Regions from separate parts of the Sus scrofa genome. Here region 1 is linked to region 2. The links are chromatin contacts, called in public promoter capture Hi-C maps. All regions are on one chromosome and are shown on one strand. Each heading gives the region's core, a stretch centred on a gene start, on an enhancer-like site or on the middle of the called end of the contact. The rest is flanking DNA. Distances are from core to core; before and after follow the strand shown.

What was found. Promoter capture Hi-C pulls out the DNA fragments that hold promoters and counts their contacts.
Region 1: a contact with region 2 is called in a promoter capture Hi-C map of liver, with 2.2 times the contacts expected there. The contact joins the promoter of COX7A2 here to the promoter of SENP6 in region 2. A contact is called at or near these places in 1 of 5 promoter capture datasets (liver) and 1 of 2 datasets of contacts at active chromatin or transcription factors (alveolar macrophages).

Annotation. Positions count from the first base shown.
Region 1 is chr1:90,692,791-90,699,606 of Sscrofa11.1, reverse strand. It overlaps COX7A2 (COX7A2 protein), which reads right to left and starts at 2,861. Exons shown (of 4, transcript NM_001097484.1): 1 at 2,765-2,861; 2 at 1,049-1,138. The coding sequence starts at 2,782.
Region 2 is chr1:90,297,980-90,304,209 of Sscrofa11.1, reverse strand. SENP6 (sentrin-specific protease 6) reads left to right here and starts at 4,229. Exons shown (of 24, transcript XM_021092294.1): 1 at 4,229-4,479. The coding sequence starts at 4,428.

The DNA.
Region 1 (6,816 bases), core at 1,612-4,111, 400 kb before region 2:
GCTCTCAATTTTTCACTTCTCTTGTAACCATAAATACATTTTCAATTTTCATGTTACCAAGGCTTGAAATTTTTCTCCTTTAAGGAGTTCCCGTCCTGGCTCAGTGGAAACAAATCTGACTAGCATCCATAAGAACACACGTTCGATCCCTGGTCTCACTCAGTGGGTTAAGGATCTGGCGATGCTGCGGCTGTGGCCAGCAACTACAGCTCCAATTTGACCCCTAGACTGGGAACCTCCATGTGCCGTGGGTGCGGCCCTAAAAATACAAAAAATAACAATAAAAAAAGAAACTTTTCTCCTTTAAAACCTCCAGGCTTTCTAGAGACTGCCTTAGGATGACTCCTAAGACCAAACTTAACTGTGGTCATCATTAAACACCCCACCGTACACCTTAAAAATCAGGTACGACATAAATGCATACAATTTTTACTTGTTAATTGTACCTCAATACAACTGGAAAAAACTCTGCTATGTTTTTCTTTTGGCAGCAACAGCAGCATATGGAAGCTCCTTTACTTGCTGTGCCACAATAGGAACTCTGTCTCATGTTTTCTTTTAATATTTTTTGAGGGAGAAATATTTATATCTGCAATTAATCTCTCAATATATAACACAGAAGGGATGTAATTTCATTTTCTTCAAAACAGCCAGTTTTTCCAATACCAATTTATTGTATCCTTTCCCCACCAATATGAAATAGCTTCTAGAGCATATATTGAGTTTCTACACATACATCCATTCTGTTCCCAGGCCCTTTCTATGGTCTCTTTGTCTATGACTGGGCATCTACCCCAAAGAGGGCCAACCCAATGTGATTCCTCCAAAAGAAAGTGTCTTTGACCTACACCCTCCCCCCATATTTCTTCTGCTTTCCCAGGGCCTCCTGGTTATAGAACTTGTCCAGTTAGCTATCCATAGACTGTTTATTATTCTGCTAATACAACAGGATTGCTAACAATCAGAACTCTCCAGGTTTACTTTCTATCTCCAACTTTTGGTAATCTACTTAGAACAAAAAACAATTTCTTATAAAACACTTCAGTACCTGAAATAGTTTTTGTTTCTCTGCAACTTTATTTTCAAGCTGCCTGCGTGAAGCAGTGCTTATGGTCCTCTGGGCAATCTGACGAAGAGCCTGAAATAAAAAACCCATATGCATTAAACAGATTTTGGGCTTAAAAACCTTCAAAACCAGACACATCTAATCTTTAACACTACAGAAAAGGGAAACAGAAAGTTAAAACATATCTGATTTGTCAATAAACAAAGTCTTAGATAAGTACAAGGTTTTCCTATTTGTTACCCAGTCACCGCTCTTTACATTACATTCTGAAGCATCTAAAGACCACATTCAAGGAGATCCTTACCTGAACTTATGAGGGAAACATACTGATATATAGATATTTAAAAAATAAAGACTGGGAGTTCCCGTCATGGCTCAGTGGTTAACAAATCTGACTAGGAACCATGAGGTTGCGGGTTCGATCCCTGGCCCTGCTCAGTGGGTTAAGGAGCTGTGGTGTAGGTTGCAGACGCAGCTGGGATCCCGCGTTGCTGTGGCTCTGGTGTAGGCCAGTGGCTACAGCTCCGATTCGACCCCTAGCCTGGGAACCTCCATATGCCATGGGGGCGGCCCAAGAAACGGCAAAAAGACAAAAAAACTAAAAATAAAAAATAAAGACTGGTTACAAAATACACTAAGGTCAAAGTCTTTTTTGTTGTTGTTGTCTTTTGTCCTTTTAGGGCCGCACCCGCAGCATATGGAGGTTCCCAGGTTAAGGGGTCTAATCTGAACTGTAGCTGCCAGCCTATGCCAGACCCACAGCAACGCAGGATCCGGAGCCGCGTCTGCGACGTAGCCCACAACTCACAGCAACGCCGGACCCTTAACCCACTGAGCAAGGCCAGGGATCCAATCCGCAACCTCATGGTTCCTAGTCAGATTCGTTTCCGCTGTGGCATAATGGAAACTCCCAAAGTCTTTTTTTTTTTTTTTTTTTAATACTTACCATTATTAAAAACCTATTACTTGACATCAAAATAAACTGGCATGGTTCCTGCTTCATTGAAATGCTTTCCTCATTACATTTCCTGTGTAAGTCTTACCAAAAAAGCGACTTACATTACATATCCAGTTAAATAATAAAATAGGCACTCCACTTTCTAAAATAAATGACATATTGAGAAGTAAAGCCTTACTGGATAATCACTGTTACATTTTCTCTTTTTTTCAAAATTTTGGGAAAATATTTCACCTGCTCAAAGTCGGTGGGGGAGTGAAGGACACTGAAGAAGCGCCTGATGGAAGCAACCCAACCCTTAGGCTGCGAATGCTCCTTAAGTCCCGGACAAAATTGAATGATTTGCATTTTAAACTGCCTTCTCATGCTTGCGAAGCTCAGAACGCCTGAGACTGCACCCTTTCACTATCAGAGCAACTTTGGGTCTGACGCTATCGAGTCTCAGGAACTTCTCACCTGGACCGACAACGTTAGGGATGCGACCAAGAAGCCAAGGTTTGTCTAACGCACAGAACTCCGGGCACCTCTTCAGCCTCGCCCCCTCCCCTGCAACTACCCAGCACAGCGGGGTCGAGACGGATGCACAGACGGAAAGAGTAAGGTCACCGGAAAGGACACGGACCCAAGCCGCCCTCTCCCTCTCTTTTCCCCTCAGGAGAGGCTTTTCTGTCTCTTCCCTTCAGCCTCCGCTCCCAACCCTCCCACCCCACATCACGAAGGCCGGCCGAGATGGCCCTCACCAGCAGATTCCGCAGCATCTTGGCTCAGTCACGACCCACCAACCGCGATAACTGAATACCACGAACGGCAACCCACACACCGGAAGCGGAACTACCCTCAGGTCTCGCGCAAGCGCCTGGAAAACTAGTGCTTCCGGGCGGAGGCGGGGCTTGCGCTCCTTCAACCGAAGACCGCGGAAGGAGCGAAAGAGCGGCCGAGTGGCTGTGACTGATATAGGCGGTGCGCTGTATGTCTCGATGCCTCGATCTCACTCCGGAGCTTCCCGAGAGCTCCACCTGGGGAGGAGCAAATGCTTTTGACATCAGAGAGGCGGGGAATGAGCCCTCAGTACTCTTCTATACAGCTTAGACAAAATCACTGTGAGACCAGGCTACCGCAGAACATTATGTGTGTGTTTTGAACGGGAAGGCGTAAAACTCTGAGCAGCCTTTGCGCCACTCTTTAGAACACTAGTTTGGCCAAACTCTATAAACTGTGGAGCTGGATGAAATGCAAAATAGAAAGGATAACTCCTCTTACACGAATACAATCAGTTTTCTCCACCGAAGGCACGGTTGGGGGGCATTACCGTTCCTTGTGCAGAGGCGGCTGTGAAAAGCTGCGGCGGGATAATAGTTTTCATCCCAGACCTTTGGAGGCTGCGGAGCTGCTCGTGCAAGCGGCACTTCCACAGACAGGGTCGCGGAATTGTGGAAACTTCGCTCGTTTCTGAGTCTTGGGAAGCGCTGAAAAGAGGAGGAGATTTTAATCGAGACACCAGACATGGGATGAAAGATCTTGCTGTCTCAGTCTAGCAGGGCACTTTCCATGTAGAGAGTTGCTAGGCCCAGCAATGACTGTACCGATATCAATCGTGCTTAAATAATGCCACCTTCTAAGTGCCCACCCTAAGCAGGTATAAATATAAAACCATCTACCCTGCACTACAATAAATATCTTCACACCTTTTAAACAAACTCTTAATTATTCCATTGGCATTTCAAATAGATTATATATGTGTTCAGCATAGATGAAATGTGCAGATAAAATCAGTAATATTGAAATTATTATTCCTTCTAATCTTTAGGGTTAAAACTACCAAGTTACCTGGTCCCATTTCAAGTTCTTTTCCTCACCAACTTTAATACCTAATTATTTATAAATTGCAAATACCCAATTCATCTCTTCCCCAGATTGGGATGAAAAGGACCTGGTTTATTCTCCACTCTATTATGCATTGTCATCAAATTCTTGGGGACAATTACCAGATGCCAATAGCTGGGGCATATTGATTTTTTTAAAATGGACTGTCTGTAATTTGAAATTGTTAAAGTTGTATAGGCTCTTATGTTTTATCTAGCCAACTAGATAGTAAACTTCTCAAAAACAGAGATTATGTGAGTTTCTTACCACTCCCCTAGGACTGCTTAACAGAGGTAATCTACTAACCAACAGATGAATTAACGCTATATAATAGGTAACAGGTCCAGGACACTATGTTTCTGCCCCCAAAGAACCAAAGAATCACACGAAATAGATTCCAAAGTAGATACACATCCTTATATTCTTGTCACTACAACTCTCCCCTTTACTGGATCATTCCATGAGCATATGAGCACATCCCCAAATTAAACAGACCTCCTTTTACTTTTTACCATTTTGCTTCTTCAACATAAAAACAGCTTTATACTTGTCTTCCCTTCCACTCCTAATTTTTGAACTGTCAGTATCAGTTTTCATCTTTTTCATCTATCAGCAACATTTAACAGCTAATCATTCCCTCACAATATCCCTTCAGGGTTTAGTTTGGAAATAAACCATATATGTAATAGGGTGTAAGGTCTGTACAGTTTGAAACATGGTCTTAAGGAGACTGCCAAACACTACTCTTGCAGGGGGTACTAGTTCAGCAGCTGCTATTGGTTTCCCTTCCTGGATACTCATCCACTTCATTTCTAAATTTCAGAGGACCACATTCTTCCTACAAGCATCCCTTTTGTGATTTCGTCCAATGCCATGAAATACCTTCTGTGTGTGAACAGCTCTCCAGCCTGACCTTTCCCTTTATCCCCAGACATCTATTTAGATGTCTAATAGGAATCCCAAACTTAACAACCAAAACTGAAGTCTACTTTCCAATCCTTATTTCCAAGCCTTCTCTTCCATTTTCTTTATTTCAAGCCCCCAACTTTGGCTGTTTTCTGTCATAACCTGTAACTAATCTCAAAGAAAATTCTGTTGGCTGCACTTTTAAATAATCTGAATATGACCACCTACCTCCACTGCTACCACCACTCCAGGTCAAGCTATCACCTCTTGCTTACATTACTGCAAAAGCCTTTGAAACTGGTTTCCCTGCTTCTACTCTTCCATTCATTCAGTCTGCCTTCCACACAGCAGTGATCCTTTTAAGGACTTAAATTATGTTAGATAATGACTCTGCTTAATATTACTTTGTTCAGAGTTTCCATCATGGCTCAGCAGTTAATGAACCCGACTAGTATCCATGAGGATGTGGGTTCGATCCTTGACCTCGCTCAGTGAGTGAGTTAACATTCCAGCATTGTCGTGAACTGTGGTGTAGGTCACAGACAAGGCTCAGAACCTGCGTTGCGGTGGCTGTGGTGTAAGCCAGCAGCCACAGCTCTGATTCGACCCCTAGCCTAGGAACCTCCATATGGCAGCAGTGTGGTGCTAAAAAGACAAAAAAAAAAAAAAAAAAAAAAAAGGCTTTGTTCACTGCTGTATCCCCAGCACCCAGAATAGTAACAGGCGCTAAGAAATGCTTAGTAACTATTGATTGAGCGAATAGTAACACTGCACGAAAGAGTGAACTCATTTCGTTGAGTAGAAAAATTCACAAAATCTTTTTTAATACTTGTACTCCTTTCAAACACTCTTCAGTCCCAGTGTTCCTCACTCACTATCCCCTTGCTCTGTAAATCATGATTTTCTTGACAGGAAAATATGGCTGAAATTTAGCTGGATGCCTATCAAACTTACTTCCCAGGTACACTTGCAACCTGGGACCTGGTTTGTAAATTCACCCTCTAAAGCAGAACAGTTGATTTCAAAGTAGTTTCCTTTCCAAAACATTAGCTTGAGGTTCTTTTGTAATATAAGAAAATTATTAGAGGAGTTCCCATCATGGTTCAGTAGAAAATGACCCCAATTAGGATCCATGAGGATGTGGGTTTGATCCATGGCCTCACTCAGTGGGTTAAGGATCCAGTGTTGCCATGAACTGCGGTGTAGGTCATAGACACAGCTCAGATCTGGCATTGCTGTGGTTGTGGCGTAGGCCAGTGGCTGCAACTCCGATTTAACTCCTAGCCTGGGAACTTCCATAAGCCTTGGGTGCATCTCTAAAAAGACAAAAAGAAAAAAAAAAAAAAAAAAAAGAGAGATGGTGAACAGATCTTGGAGAACTGCAATCAAATAGTTGGGTTTGGCAGAAGAACAAATGGAGGTATGAGGCAACAGTGGAAGAGAGGAGTGAGATTTTAATGATGAATTTAAATTTTATCCGGAAGGTGCCTTAGGGCCATTTAAAGGTTTAAATGGCAAAAGGTCAAGAATCCAAACTCTATTTCAAGGTCATTCTGGTAGTAGTGAAAGGCTGGATTCAATATGAGTTATTTGAGACAGAGTCCATTAGCGGCACTTTCATCCAAGTAAAAAAGAAAACCTGAAATAAGTCAGCAGCAAAAGAGATGAAGCCAAAGAGATGTAGATAAGTGGATGAGATGACAGCCAACAACGAGGAAATACCTCCAAAAATCAACAAAAATGTCATGACTTACTGGACTGGGAAATTAAGAGAGGAGAGCAAGATTTCAGACTTAACTGTTAAAACAGTTCGTCATTCCATTCACTACATCGAGGAATGATGAGAAAAACCCCAGGCTAGGATGGGCGAGTTCATCTGATTTGACAAAAAGGAGAGGGAACTGTTGAGTGCCATTTTTCTGTACTTCATATTAAGTGCTGATCATCTCCCAATTCCCTTATTCCTCAAAACAAAATCTGTCAAGTGGGTATTAAAATCCCCATTTTACTGACAAGGAAATGG
Region 2 (6,230 bases), core at 2,980-5,479:
AGTTCCTGGCTCAAGTTATTTCAGCATAATCTTCAAAGCCAAGCCCTAGGATCATACCTAGATTGCTGATCCTTTTTAGGATTAAATTTCAACCACAATGTTTGTTGGGGCAAAGACATTCTCTGGACCTCAGGAAGGATTGTATTAGACAGGTCTCTAAAGAGTCTGGGTTGTACGACTCTGAAGTTTCCTTGAGAAAGATAATTTGAAGTATGGTATGTTTATTTGTTTTTTCATTCAGCAGATATTTGTTAACCTACTGGTGCAAGACATAAAGTGTATTGCAGATGAAGGGTAAAACACATTTAAAGGCTCTAAAGTAGAAAAGAAAATGAAGTATTTGAGGAACTGAAAGAAGTACAAGGTGGCTGGAGCTTAACTAAGAGGTGAAAATGGTACCAGGTGAGGCTAGTGATGTAGGGAGGGTGTGGTAGATCAATTAAAGGTTTAGGACTTTATCCTAAGAGCAATGGGAAATATTTGAATGATTTTAGACACAAATGTTTTGATCTGATTTGCATTTTTTAAAAAAAGATTATTGTGGCTTTGGTGTGGGAAATGGATTAAAGGAGGGGCAGCGAGATTAAGGAATGGCCTGCTTGAAGCAGTTATTACTGCTGTAATGGCAAGAGATGATAGTGGCTAGGACTAAGGTGGGGCCATTGGGACTGGGAAAAATATGTACATATTCAAGATATATTCAGGAAGTAGATTTAATCTGAAAAAGAAAGAGAGAGAAAGGATCAAGAATGATTCCTAGGAGCTCCCTTGTGGTTCAGCAGTGAATTAAGGATTGGTGTTGTTACCAGGTCTGGTCACTGCTGTGGCTCCCAGTTCAATGCCTGGCCTGAGAAATTCCTCACGCCTGGGAAATTCTGCATGCCTCGGGCAAAAACCAAAACCAAAACAAACACAAACAAACAAATCCTGGGGGCATTCTTGATATTCTCAGATTTGACCCCTAGCCTGGGAACCTCCAAATGCCTCAAGTGAGGCCCTAAAAAGAAAACAAACAAACAACAACAAAAAAAAAAACAGCTTAGCTAATACTTGAATGGGATTTGCCAAATGTAAACAATGAAGATATGAGAGGCCTTTAATAAAAATTGAATGGATAGGAGCTCCCATTGTGGCGCAGAGGAAACGAATCAGACTACGAACCATGAGGTTTCAGGTTTGATCCCTGGCCTTGCTCAGTCGGTTAAGGATCCAGCATTGCTGTGAGCTGTGATGTGGGTCACAGATGCAGCCTGAGTCTGGCGTTGCTGTAGCTCTGGCGTAGGCTGGCAGCTGTAGTTCTGATCAGACCCCTAGCCTGGGAACCTCCATATGCCTCGGGTGGAGCCCTAAAAGGAAAAAAGACCAAGAAAAAAAAAAATTGAATGGATAACTCAGACAATTGGTTTTGTAATTAGTCATATTTCTTTCCTTCTTTTTTTTTTTTTTTTTTTTTTTTTTTTTTTTTTTTTTTGTCTTTTTGCCATTTCTTGGGCTGCTCCCACGGCATATGGAGGTTCCCAGGCTAGGGGTCGAATCGGAGCTGTAGCCACCGGCCTACGCGGGATCTGAGCCGCGTCTGCAACCTACACCACAGCTCACGGCAACGCCAGATCGTTAACCCACTGAGCAAGGGCAGGGACCGAACCACAACCTCATGGTTCCTAGTTGGATTCGTCAACCACTGCGCCACAACGGGAACTCTAATTAGTCATATTTCTAACATCCAAAGGCATTTTCAGTAACATCCTAGAGCTTCAAAATGTATGTATAAGAAAGGGCTAATAGTTAAATATTTGTAAGCATACTAAATATATATTTGTATATGTAATATACTAAACACATCTGAGTTTCAGGGATATGTCATAAATCTGAAGTTTTCTAGGCCCTGAATCCTGGTAAAGGGATATCTATACTGTCAAATCTTTGTTGATCATATTCATATAGAAAAACAGTGATTTCTGAAAATAATCTTATACCTGATAGTAGAAACTGATAATTTCACTTGCAATTGTAGATTCAAAGACAAGCATGACTGAACTAGAAAGGAATTTAGAGACTTTAATTTAGAGGTTTTCATAGTGTGGTTCCCTGATCAGCTGCCTCTGGATCACCTAGGAACTTGCTAAAAATGCAAATTCTGGAGTCCCCTGGTGCTCTAGTGGTTAAAAACTGCATTGTCACTGCTGTGGCTTGGGTTACTGCTGTGGCAGAGGTTTGATCCTCTGGAACTTTGGCTTGCTGAATGCAAATTTGAAGGCCCAGTCCAGACCCACTGACTCAGAAACTCTAACAAAGAGGTAGATCAATGTGTTTTATTTTAACAAGCCTTTTCAGGTGAGTTGGATGCATGCTAACATTTGAGAACCACTGGTTTAATCTATATTTCTCTTTTAAAGTTGGAATTACAGAGTTTTCTCAAGATGACCTGAATTTAACACTATTTAAAAATAAAATGGTGGACTTCAGCAACTTAGAAATTTATTATCTTACAATTCCGTAAAGTCAGGGATCCAACATCCGTCTCACTGGGATAATAGCCAGACAGCAAGCAGTTTTGCCTTCTGGAAGCTCTAGGGGAGAATGTTTCCTTGCCTTTTCCAGCTTCCAGAGGAAGCTATTGTTAAAACAGATTCTGGTACCTTCTTCCATTTTAAAATCAGAGATTCCTTTTCAAAACTGCATTTTGGAGTCTGTACAAACGAATTTAATCGCCCACAGCTGCCTTGGTATTGCAACTGTCACTGGCACAGACTCCATGTCATACAGCATCACTACTGGATGTGGATAGGCTGTATCCTCAAGCCACAAAAATAGCAAATGATAATAAATTATATTCATTATATTACTCTTATCAATCAGGAAAGACTATTCTTTCATTTTAGGAAGAGATTTTTAACAGAAGTTTTAAACAAAAAATTTTTCCACTTATTCTTTGGTTATCAGGACAACTAAACCGGCTGGTTGCATTCACCAAAGTTTGCACTAAACCATAGGTTTTCTCTTATCATTTTACTAGCTGTTTAACTTTCCTTGAGATAGAGCATAAATTGTTATTTTTTTTCAAGAGGGATAGCGAGGGATTTAAGAAAAATATTAGGTTAGAGGACTACACACCGAAAGGAGTGGAGTTTCGATGGTGGGACGATGTCTAACCTCTTTCCTTTTCTATATTGTCCAAATTTTCATTCCTGAACATGCCGTATTTTTATAATTAAAAAAAAAAAAAAAAAAGCGCCAAGGAGGAGAGCAAAGATGACATGGTCACCTTAATCCCGAGCCCTGACTGGTGGGGGCCGGTTAGGGTTCTGAAGTCTCGGTAGAAGACTTTTTTTTCAGCACTGTCACCAAAGGGTAGGGTAGCATCGTCCCTGATGGATTCTTCTTTGAAAATGGACAAGGATCAGCAATCACTTTGCACACCTGTGATAGCACTGCCTCATGCTACCTTTTCTCCGCGGTCGGCTACGGTTTACACTCGGGGCCATGAACCCAGAACCTTCCTCAGGCCATCGCGGTGCCAAGGGAGCCAAGGGCGTCACCGGCCCGGCGGGGCCGCGCTCGAGCCCCAGGTCGCTCCCGACTTAGTGGGAAAGTGCCGTGGCCGAGTGCGCGCCGCGAGGGGCCGGCGAGAGGCGGGCGGCAGGCGCCACGCGGCGGGCTCGATACGGATCCGCGGCGCGCTCGGCCTGCGAGCGAGCCCGGCTCCTGGGGGCGCCGCGCTGGGCGGCAGGCGGGGCGGGCGGCTCGGGAGCCGGGCGGCGGCGGCGGCGGCGCCCGTGGGGGAGGAGCGGCGGCGGCGGCGGCCGGAGCTGCTGTGGCGACGGACGCGAGGCGGTGGCAAAGGGGACCCACCCCTACCCGCACGGCCAGTCGCAGAGGCCTCTGCTGATGCATTCGCGTCTGGGCGGAGTGGGCGGGCGGCCGTAGCGGCGGCGGCGGCGGCTGCAGAGGGAGCAGAGGGCCCGGGGCGCCTGCGGGTCGCGGAGCCCTCGCCGCCCCGGCGCGGCCATTTTACGGCCCGGCCTGGGGGAGGCGTGTTCGCTTGCTCGCCCTCAGCCCCTCTTCCCGCGGGCCCGAGGCCGGGGGGCGTCTCAGGCGGCCGCGGGGGCCGGTGGATGGGGAGTCGCGGGCCGAGAGGCACCGGGCCCGGGAAGCGCCGCCGCCGCCGCCGCCGCTCGCATTCTCCGGGAGGGGCCTGAGCAGCGCAAGCCGCGGGCCTCGCCGCCCGCCAGCCCGCGGAGAGGCCCGTGAGCGCCCGCCGGCCTCTGTGTGGCCCTCCTGCCGGGGCAGCGCCGCCCGCCTGACGGCCGAGGGCCAGGCCCGCAGCCCTGCGGCGGCTCCCTCCCTGCGGCACGGGCCCGCGTCCCGGCGAGCGCGGCGGCGGGCTGGGCCATGGACTGAGGCGGCGGCGGCGTGGGAGGAGGAAGATGGCGGCGGGCAAGAGCGACGGCAGCACCGGGGAGATCACTTTTCTGGAAGGTACCGCTCTGTCTGCCCCGGTGTAGTGGGGGTGGGGAAGTTCGGGGAACCGTGGCCACGATGCCCGGAGCTTCGGTTAGGCCGCCGGGTGGGGCCGGGGGTGGCACAGGGGCCGGGGGCGGGGAGCGGCGAGCGCCCCAGGTTCGAGGCCGCTGGGCCGGGGGAGCGGGGAGGCCGAGGGATGGCGGAGGGCTGGGGCCTTGGCGGCGCGCAGCCGGGTCCCCGGAAAGTCTGGGTTTTTCTGTGGCGGCCTGAGTCCGAGAGCAGATTGTACGCGGGTCTTGTCCGGATCCGTGGAAAGTTTGCAGTTGCTCAGGTTGGGTCAAGTCGGGGGCCTGTCTGAGTTGGGGGGGCGGTGGTTTCCCTGGTTCTTCTGTCCTCAGAGCGTCGGGCTTCCTTTTTTGCAGGCCTGGCCCTGTCTGCTAATCTCACGAAACGTGTTTTGCTGAACGTATTTGATAAAATAATTCAGCAGCGAAAAAGAGAACGGGCTTCACAGTGTCAATTTGGGGACAGTGACCCCAGCAAACAGAGTTTGCGTGGTTCCATTTTATTTCACTCGTGAGGAAAAGTTAAACATTTGCTGCAGACGGACTAAGCCATTCTTAGGAAAAGCTCCCTGTTGTTGTTGGAATGGAGGGAATGGGTAGCAATGTTGACTCTTGGCCTACCTAGGTCAGTACCCTCCAAATACAGCGAAATTCGTCGTAGTTGTGGATCAGGAACTCTACTGTTCTTCGCTTAATTTGACTCTGGGTTCGCTGTTCATGCTGGTAATTGGGTTTATAAATACATTCAGGAGAGTGGGTCTATCCACTGTGCAGTGATTGTTAAAAAAAGATTACTCTGGGTCATTTTGCAAAGATGATTTTCATATGGAGTATAAGCAATTCTTTAAAAATAACTAGAGACAATTCTGTATTGAGAAGGTACAACTTATCTGTGGTCCCAGTACCTCTAAGAGGGTGTTGAAGAATGAGTATGCTATGTTAAATTTTCAACTGTGCCTGAAGCACAGTGGGTACTCAGTATGAGTCTGATGAACAAATAGGTACTAATAGAGGTGAATGGGAAAAGAAATCTTAATTTTCTTAATTCTTTCTTGAGTATTAGAAGAGCAAAGGAAATTTTACTTTGGTATGCAACCCGGCCTTTATTTTAAAATGAGGGTTTTTTTTTTTAATTAAAAAAGTAGTTGATTTACAGTGTTGTGCTGATTTGTGCTGTATAGCAAAGTGATCTAGTTATACACGTATATGTTCTTTTTCCTTTTCTTTTCCACTATGGTTTATCACAGGATATTGAATATAGTTCTCTGTGCTATACAGTAGGATCTTGTTTTTTATCCATCCTATATATAATAGTTTGCATCTGCTAGTCCCAAATTCCCAGTCCTTCCTTCGCCCACTCCACTCCCCCTTGGCAACCACAAATCTGTTCTCTATGTAAAAACGATGACAGTCTTATATGGAACTCGTATAAAGAAGATGTGGAAAGCTTCTAAGTTTTTCTGGGTTCATTTCATATTTCTTCTCTTCTACCTTCTTTCTAGTTTGGGCAGAGTAGTTACCTGTCAGGCTGAGAGTGGTGCAGCTTGTGTTACAGGTAGTGCTCTGCATTATTTTTTGTTTTGACCTGGGAACCACAAAAGATACCTTATTGTAGTCAGTATGCAGATGACTTTTGTGTTGTAGTACGGTAGGCTGTAGGCTTCTGATACAGTTTAAGCTCTGATTAGACCTACGTACAAA